Linked DNA regions of Arachis hypogaea: region 2 is linked to region 1. Evidence: chromatin contacts called from public Hi-C data. All regions are on one chromosome and are shown on one strand. The core of a region is the stretch at or near the end of the contact, and the rest is flanking DNA. Distances in the headings are between cores, read along the strand shown.

What was found. Hi-C and Micro-C count contacts between places; a contact is called where the count stands out from the background.
Region 2: a Hi-C map of leaf shows a contact between it and region 1, with 2.1 times the contacts expected there. The contact joins two enhancer-like sites. A contact is called at or near these places in 3 of 8 Hi-C or Micro-C datasets (leaf and an unstated tissue).

Annotation. Positions count from the first base shown.
Region 1 is chr5:102,796,946-102,800,634 of arahy.Tifrunner.gnm2.J5K5, forward strand. No RefSeq gene overlaps it. Among protein-coding and RNA genes, the nearest start is that of LOC112802371, 30 kb to the right of the region's middle. Within about 2 kb of position 1,741, at least 3 of the 3 cell types and tissues checked have open chromatin away from gene starts, as enhancers often do.
Region 2 is chr5:102,839,128-102,842,816 of arahy.Tifrunner.gnm2.J5K5, forward strand. No RefSeq gene overlaps it. Among protein-coding and RNA genes, the nearest start is that of LOC112802371, 12 kb to the left of the region's middle. Within about 2 kb of position 1,589, at least 3 of the 3 cell types and tissues checked have open chromatin away from gene starts, as enhancers often do.

The sequences.
Region 1 (3,689 bases), core at 491-2,990:
TCTCTTTGTGCTTTTCTTTTAACACCAGAAATATTGATAATCTCCCTTCTTACTAGTTGCTTTAGGTTCTATTTTTTCTTCGCATTTTGGTTTGGTTGCTGGTTGGTTTGGCCAAAAGTAAAACATGCTGGTTCCACTAACCCATTAACCTTTCTTCTATCTTCCTAAATATATTCTCCCGTATTTTCTTTTGTGTTTGATAAAGAGTCAAGTTGTTTAGTTTTATTGATTGTTTGTATTCTTGATTGTATTAAAGCTCTGTTTATCACTTCTTCCCCTTCCTCACTCCCCCTTTTCCATTGAGACTACATTGATAGGCCAACTAGTTATTTGATTAAATTCGCCGGGATTGGATTGTTTGACTTGTTAATATTGCTGTCTTCAGCTTAGAATTGTTACTTCTCTCATCATCTCCTTTCTTCTTCCTACTTGCTCCGCTTTTAACCAATCTCTCTATTCCTCTTCTTCAACTTATCCTTTTAAGAAATTCTCAATCTAAAAGCTGCAATCCCGTACATCATTCCCAATATGACCACAATAATTACAGAAGATGCCAATCCTTTCATATTTGATTGCTACATCCAGTAATTTATTGTTAGGGTCTGCTAGTTTGATATATCTCCTAAGTGGTTTTGTCACATCCATGTTCACTTGAATTTTCACTATGCTATTTTTTTTTTCACGGATTTAAAAATATCCACGTGTAGTACTTCATCGAAAGAGCTACCTGTCTTCCTCCCAATTCTTTTGTTTTGAACTGTTCTGGGAGACCCTAAATCTGTATCCATATCGGCACATGGGCAAAGTCAACTTCTTCAGTCGATTCTGCTTCCTTCCATCTCTTTAGATTTAGGATGTAGTTATTGAAAATCCATCAGAAGAATTGAAAATGTTTCCTCCATGATCAATCACTTTAAATCCATCAATTTGTCTTTATAATGAGTGTATCACTGCCTCCATTATATCAGATGAAAACTGTTGATCTCCAAACAATCTTTCTATTAGGCTCCTTGCGCACCTTTCTCGACTATCTTGAATGTCATTCTCTTCAAAACTGTCCACTATTTCTTCTTCTACTATTTTCGTTCTATGGTGTTCTACTGGTGTAGCCATTTGCATTGCCATGATTATTCTGTTGACACTTGATCGCTTTATTAACACTTGATGAAGAATAACTGAAATTAGGATTACTCCACTAAATCCTAGCAGAGCACTTAGGTAACCCTATTAGCTTGATATAAATCCTTTAATAATATTAGAACTTTTTTCCCTTCAGTGATCTTGTTCAGAGACTTGGTGTAAAGAACAACTTGAAATTAATACGAGCTTTACTAAACAAGGTATAAAGACATGTTTTGTATGTTTTTGTCTCCATATTTTTGTCTCCATCTCACGGTCTCTATATTTTCGTCCCGAAACAATATCCAAATGGAACCTATATTCTTTGTTTCTTAACATCCGCCATCCAATGTACCCGAGAACCATCTTATTTCAATTCGTCCCTTTGTTTTCGTTTTTGTTCTGTTGATGGGCGGTGGGAGTGGGACTGTGGGAGTTTGATATTGTTTTTTTTACCATTTTGGACTTTTTGGAAAAAAAAAATGGACATAGCACTTCTTTATTCTATTTCGGTATTTCCTTTGCCAAACTACCATTTGATTTCTTAAATGGAATCATATTACAGAATGTACCAAAAAGTTAGAACAAAAAGTTTGCCCAAAAAATTATTCCAAACAAGACGATAGCAATTTACCCAGAAACTTCAGAGCATAAGACCCAACTACATATACCCATATTATAGTTCCTCTTTTCGGTCATTTTCCATATTCTTTTTGTCCAACTAAATAACAATTTATTTTCAACCAATATCAGTTAATTAATAACAAAAAAGTTCACATATTTGTTCCGAACACAAGAGAGATGATATATCCAGACCAAAAAAAAAAAAGAACGAAATAAAAAGCTAGAGTGTAAAGATAAAAGAGGTCATTAGCGCCCCCTCAATTACCAAAAAATAAAAGAGGTCATTACCAGAAACAGAAAAGGTGAAGACCGAAGCTGAATATCAGTCCAAAAGAGTTGATTTCACCGGACCAAAAAAAAGTTGTTGTTTCCAAATTATTTCTTATTTTCTTTATTGTGTATCAAGTCGATACCAAAAGTCACAGTAAAACAAAGGCGCTAATTTAATTTTTGTTGAATTGTGGGAAAGTAATTATACTTTTCAACCCATTATATTTTCGTATTTTTTTAATAAGCATCCAAATCAACATATAGATAAAATGTTGACTAGCAAATGAAAATCTAGATCATTTGGACTAATGCATGCTCAATAATGAATCCATTGTTTGTTATTAAATGCAACGTGATTCGATCAACATGTGTTACGTATTTCCGTGCGGGAAGCTTGAATCCAGAGAAAGAAGCAAAAGCTAGAGAGGGTAAAAAAAAGGAAAGAAAATAAAGTTCTTTAAATCCTTACATACACTTAGTTACTATTGATTTACGTTGGTTGAAATACTAAAATACTTTAATTTATTTGTATATAAATATATAATTTAATTTATTTTAATTATGTATTTATATTTTAATATATTTATTATAGACTGATTTTAGTGTACATATAACATAGTCGATTGAAATATTATACAGTTCTTTCTCATCATAAAGTGTCATAGTTAGGATGATTTGAAATAGTATCTTTTTTACGTGTTTGTTCATTTGACAAATTCTCCTTTTACACCGGGTCATTATTTATTAATTCTGAATAGATTAGGGATATTTGCGTATCTAATTAATAAGCGTACAATTAAAACACTTTTTAAAATTCAAAAGTGAAAAAGATAGAACGAATAAAAATGTGATTGGATGGCTTTAAAAAAAATTATAGAGTTAATATATCAAGAATAAATAATAATATTAAACAAATATCTTGGAGAGTATTTGTGCTATACCTTGATAAATTATTAAATTTTATGTTAGAGTTTATTTTTAATTATTTGACAAACTTCAATTAAATCATAACTATAAAAATTATGAAGTCACTAGTAGCTTTTTTTTTTCAAATGAAATTACAATGTTTGTAAAAAGAATGATGAAATGATCATGTCATGAGCATGAATAACTTGAGTTGGTAAAACTGCTTATATTAAAATCAATGAGACACAGTACCGGTTCTGTTGGGGCTTTGAATAATTCCCTTAACTTCTCTTCCACTCCTTTTAATTTATCCTAATGTCCATCGGTTGTAATAGATAATGATTAGCAGAATATAACTATTGCTGGAAAATCAACTTATAATCATGAAAAAGGACAGAGGTTGTAACATATTCCTAAACCCTAATGATATAAGTCTTCCCTTATACAGTACGTTACTTTTATATTTTTGTATAATGCTAAGTACATACTAATATACCTTCACATATATGCAAATTTAATGTTACTATAATATAATGAACGGCAAGGAAGGAATATTTCCATTTTTTAGAAAGTTTGGTACTTGATATGTTAACAATAAAAATACAACAAATAAATTGTTAAGATAATTTAGGTTAGTTGAATGGTCAACTCATTTGTTTGTCTATTTAAATTTATATTCAAATAACATTAAAAAATATTTTTTTTTTTAAAAAAAAGAGGAATAACTTTAAACGTAGTGGTGGCAAACTGGTCATAGCCTTTTAAATTGG
Region 2 (3,689 bases), core at 339-2,838, 42 kb after region 1:
TATACCTATAAATATGTGTTGGTTATTGAAGAGCTTGACAAGTGTTTAAAGGGGGACAAAATCTGTACTCTTTACAGGAGAAGTACAAGGGCCTTGTTTTTTCTGCAAGTGGTTTGGTCAAAATTTTGATTGAGTAATTATACTAATTAAAATTAAATTTAGTAAGATGATAAACCTCACCACAAAATTATTTTTTTATCGATCTTTAACAACTACAATAAAAGGCTTCAGTTTATATATTTTATTTTGTTTGAACTTTGAATCATTTTAATCTTTTAATAAACTAACTTATTATTTTTATTTTTAATCCATATTTATTATTGTTATTACTATTATAGTAAACTTTGTTAAATCCAAATAAAAATTTAATTATTTTGTTGGTTTCTATAATTTTGTAAAATTTTTAATTAGGTCTTTATATTTTTTTAATTTGGTTTCTGCATTAATTTTTTTTAATTAGGTCCTTTTTTACCGTATAGAGACTTAATTAAAAAAACTTTAGAGCAAAGACTCAATTAAAAAAAATATAAAAACTTAATTAAAAATTTCATAAAATCATAGAAATCAATGGAATAAATAAGCTCCAAATAAAAAATATATTCAATGTGTTATATTGTAAGCCAAAATACAATCGTAATGTATTCTAGAAATATGACTCACATATTACATAATTAGTCATACTAATAATATCCATTTGTAATTAATTTTTTTTATATTATGAGCAATACATACTTAATGATCTTTTTATTATTAAAATAAAATAAATTACACTAATTTTTGCTAACATCTAAATTCACTAAATACGTTTAATTAAATTAAAAGTTAACAATAAAAAATATTATTTATTATATTGTTATTTACAATTTTTAAATTTTGTGACGGTAAACATACTTTTAAGACAATTTAATAATATAAAACTTATGCCACAAATATTTTTTTTTATTAGATATCATACAACCCTTTATTTTTAAACAATATTGCTATATAAAATAATTTACTATATATTTTGTAAATAAAAAATAAATTTAGATTAAATGGTTAATAGCTTAAACTGAGTCATTATTTTTCGAACAATAATAAAACAGAAATTCAATTTATGATGAGGTCTATTATTATATCAACGTAATTAGTCATAATGAAAATAATTACTCACTTAAATTCTATATAAAAAAGAGAATTTTTTTATATCATTCCTACAAAGAGTATAAACTTTGTTTCCTTCTTTAAACACTTGTCAAACTCTCCAATGAACTAACACATATCTATAGGTGTAGAAATTTTTTTCTTTCTACACCATAGAACTCACCTAACATGTAAAATACGGTGAGGACTGTCTTTGCTGTTCTGTTAACCCAAAAAAAAGTTTGAAATGTTGTTTCTGAAGTCTGGTGGTATGGTTGTCAACGTGGCTTAAGTATGATTGGCTTTTTTGTTTTATTTGGTCAAGTACCTTTACAAACATCTCCTTTTCTTTTTCAATGGGTTTTATATATCAACTTCTTAGACATAGAATTTGAATCCGATACACCTTCTAGTAACGTAAATATAGTTACCACTAAATCTAGTATGATCAGCTTGCGTTTCAGCTAGCTATAGAGTGGAGAAGGCCTGCTGGCCTGAGCATTAATTGCTTAGCTTGTGTGGATTGGGCCAAAGTAATGGGGCTCTTTTTTAATATTGGAGTATAATTTTTTTTTGTGGCCTAAGAAATTAGTTAAAGTTGTCTTATATTACCCAAAAATATAAAAAGAGTTGAGAATAATACAAAAAAAGGGGCTAAGTTTATCATATTGATGTAGGTTTATTCAATTAATTTATTCTAATAATGAGTTGTCCTAGAAATATTTTAATTGAGATCAATGTTACAATAAATTTTTGAAGGATAGTATTTATGGAGGATTAAACATAGGTTACTTATGAGCTAATTAAACAAGAACAAAAAATTTAAAAAAATATATATTTAGTATTTATAACAAAAAAGTGATATAATTATTTCAATTTTATTTATTAGAGTTTTTGTAATTCAACTTTAAAACTTAATAATTAAGTTGATAACTCTTTATTAGATTTATATACAATCTAAATATCAATTATCAAACTTAAATAGAATTTGTGTTATTTTTTAAAATTGTTTAAAATTAGAAATGATATGTATGTTTATCTATTGATATTTTTGTTTTTGAAGCTAACTTTTATTTTGACAATGATATATAGTTGAAAGAACTTTTTACTTTGATTTTATAATTATATGAAAAATAAATTTTATTTTAATAATTATTTATTAGTATATATAGGAAGAGAAAGATTATGCATCTTAAAAAAAAGAGATTGATAAAATAAAAAAATGGTATTTTAATCAAATTTAAATTAAGATAGCAAATTCACATGTTATAAAAAATTATAAATATAATAGTGACTGAGATATTATTTTTTCACATTAAAAAATTTTATTTCTTAAAACGAAAAAATTTAATTATATTGACAATAAAAAATTATTTTATATCTTTTTAAATATAAAATAAAAAATAAAAAATTTTAAATAATATTTTATTATTTTAAATTATGTTTTTTTAAATTAATGTATTAGTCAAATAATTTGAAATTTGATTATATTTTATAATAATAAAGTTAAAAATTTTTGAATCTCTCACTGCGTGATGTGTAAGTCAATATCATAAACAATTAGGAAAAGATATGATTAGTTTTTTTTTTTTTTTTGATCAAGTGGATTGGACAGCTTCCAATCCTAAGCATTACACCTATGTTACACACACAACACACTCACACACTACCATGGATAATTGGATATTATGGATTCCTTAAACCAACAACCAACCTCAGCTGGGACTAGAACTCACACACTACCATGGATAATTGGATATTATGGATTCCTTAAACCAACAACCAACCTCAGCTGGGACTAGAACCCAGGTGCAGCGCTGTATAAGGCAGATAGTTAAACCATCTGTGCTGGACCTCTGCTGCAAGATATGATTAGTTGGAGATATTAAAGAGGAAAAATGATATTAGTCTAAAAGATATCTCTCTCACTATCCATACAAAAAAAAAAATTGGCCCATTACATGCCTATCATAACCAACCCACATCGCAGCCTAGCAGGTAGCAGCTTCGACTCCAACAACTGTCAACTTGGCTAATTACGTCCAACAACACTTCAAGAGTTTCACATATGGCTGACTCTTTTGGAGGCGGATTCCATGTGTCGTATGTGTTTGGTTGATTAATGTGCCTACTATTTAACTTTAGTTAATTGGTGCGCTTGATAAAGAGAATTGTTAGATTTTTTTCTTTTTTAATCTAACGGTAGAGATCATCTTAATATTTATCTTTTTTAATTAACTAATGAATACTTTTTGCAGATTTTATGTTATAAAAATCACTTTAAAAAAAAATTGAATTTTTAGTAACTATTGTTATAGATTTACTATCTATCTGGATTAATAATTTAATATAACAAAAATTTATGAATTTGTAAATTTAAATTAATTAGAGTTAATTATTCTATTTTATATTAAACTAAAGAATCCGATGAAGTCTAAATTATAAATCCTAAACAATTAATAAAATATTAATTTTTTAATCAAGTTGAATTGGTCTAGTAGTTAGCTCACTAGTTCGCTTAAATAAGTATCGAAAGTTCGAATCCTGCCTTATGCATGCAGTATTAT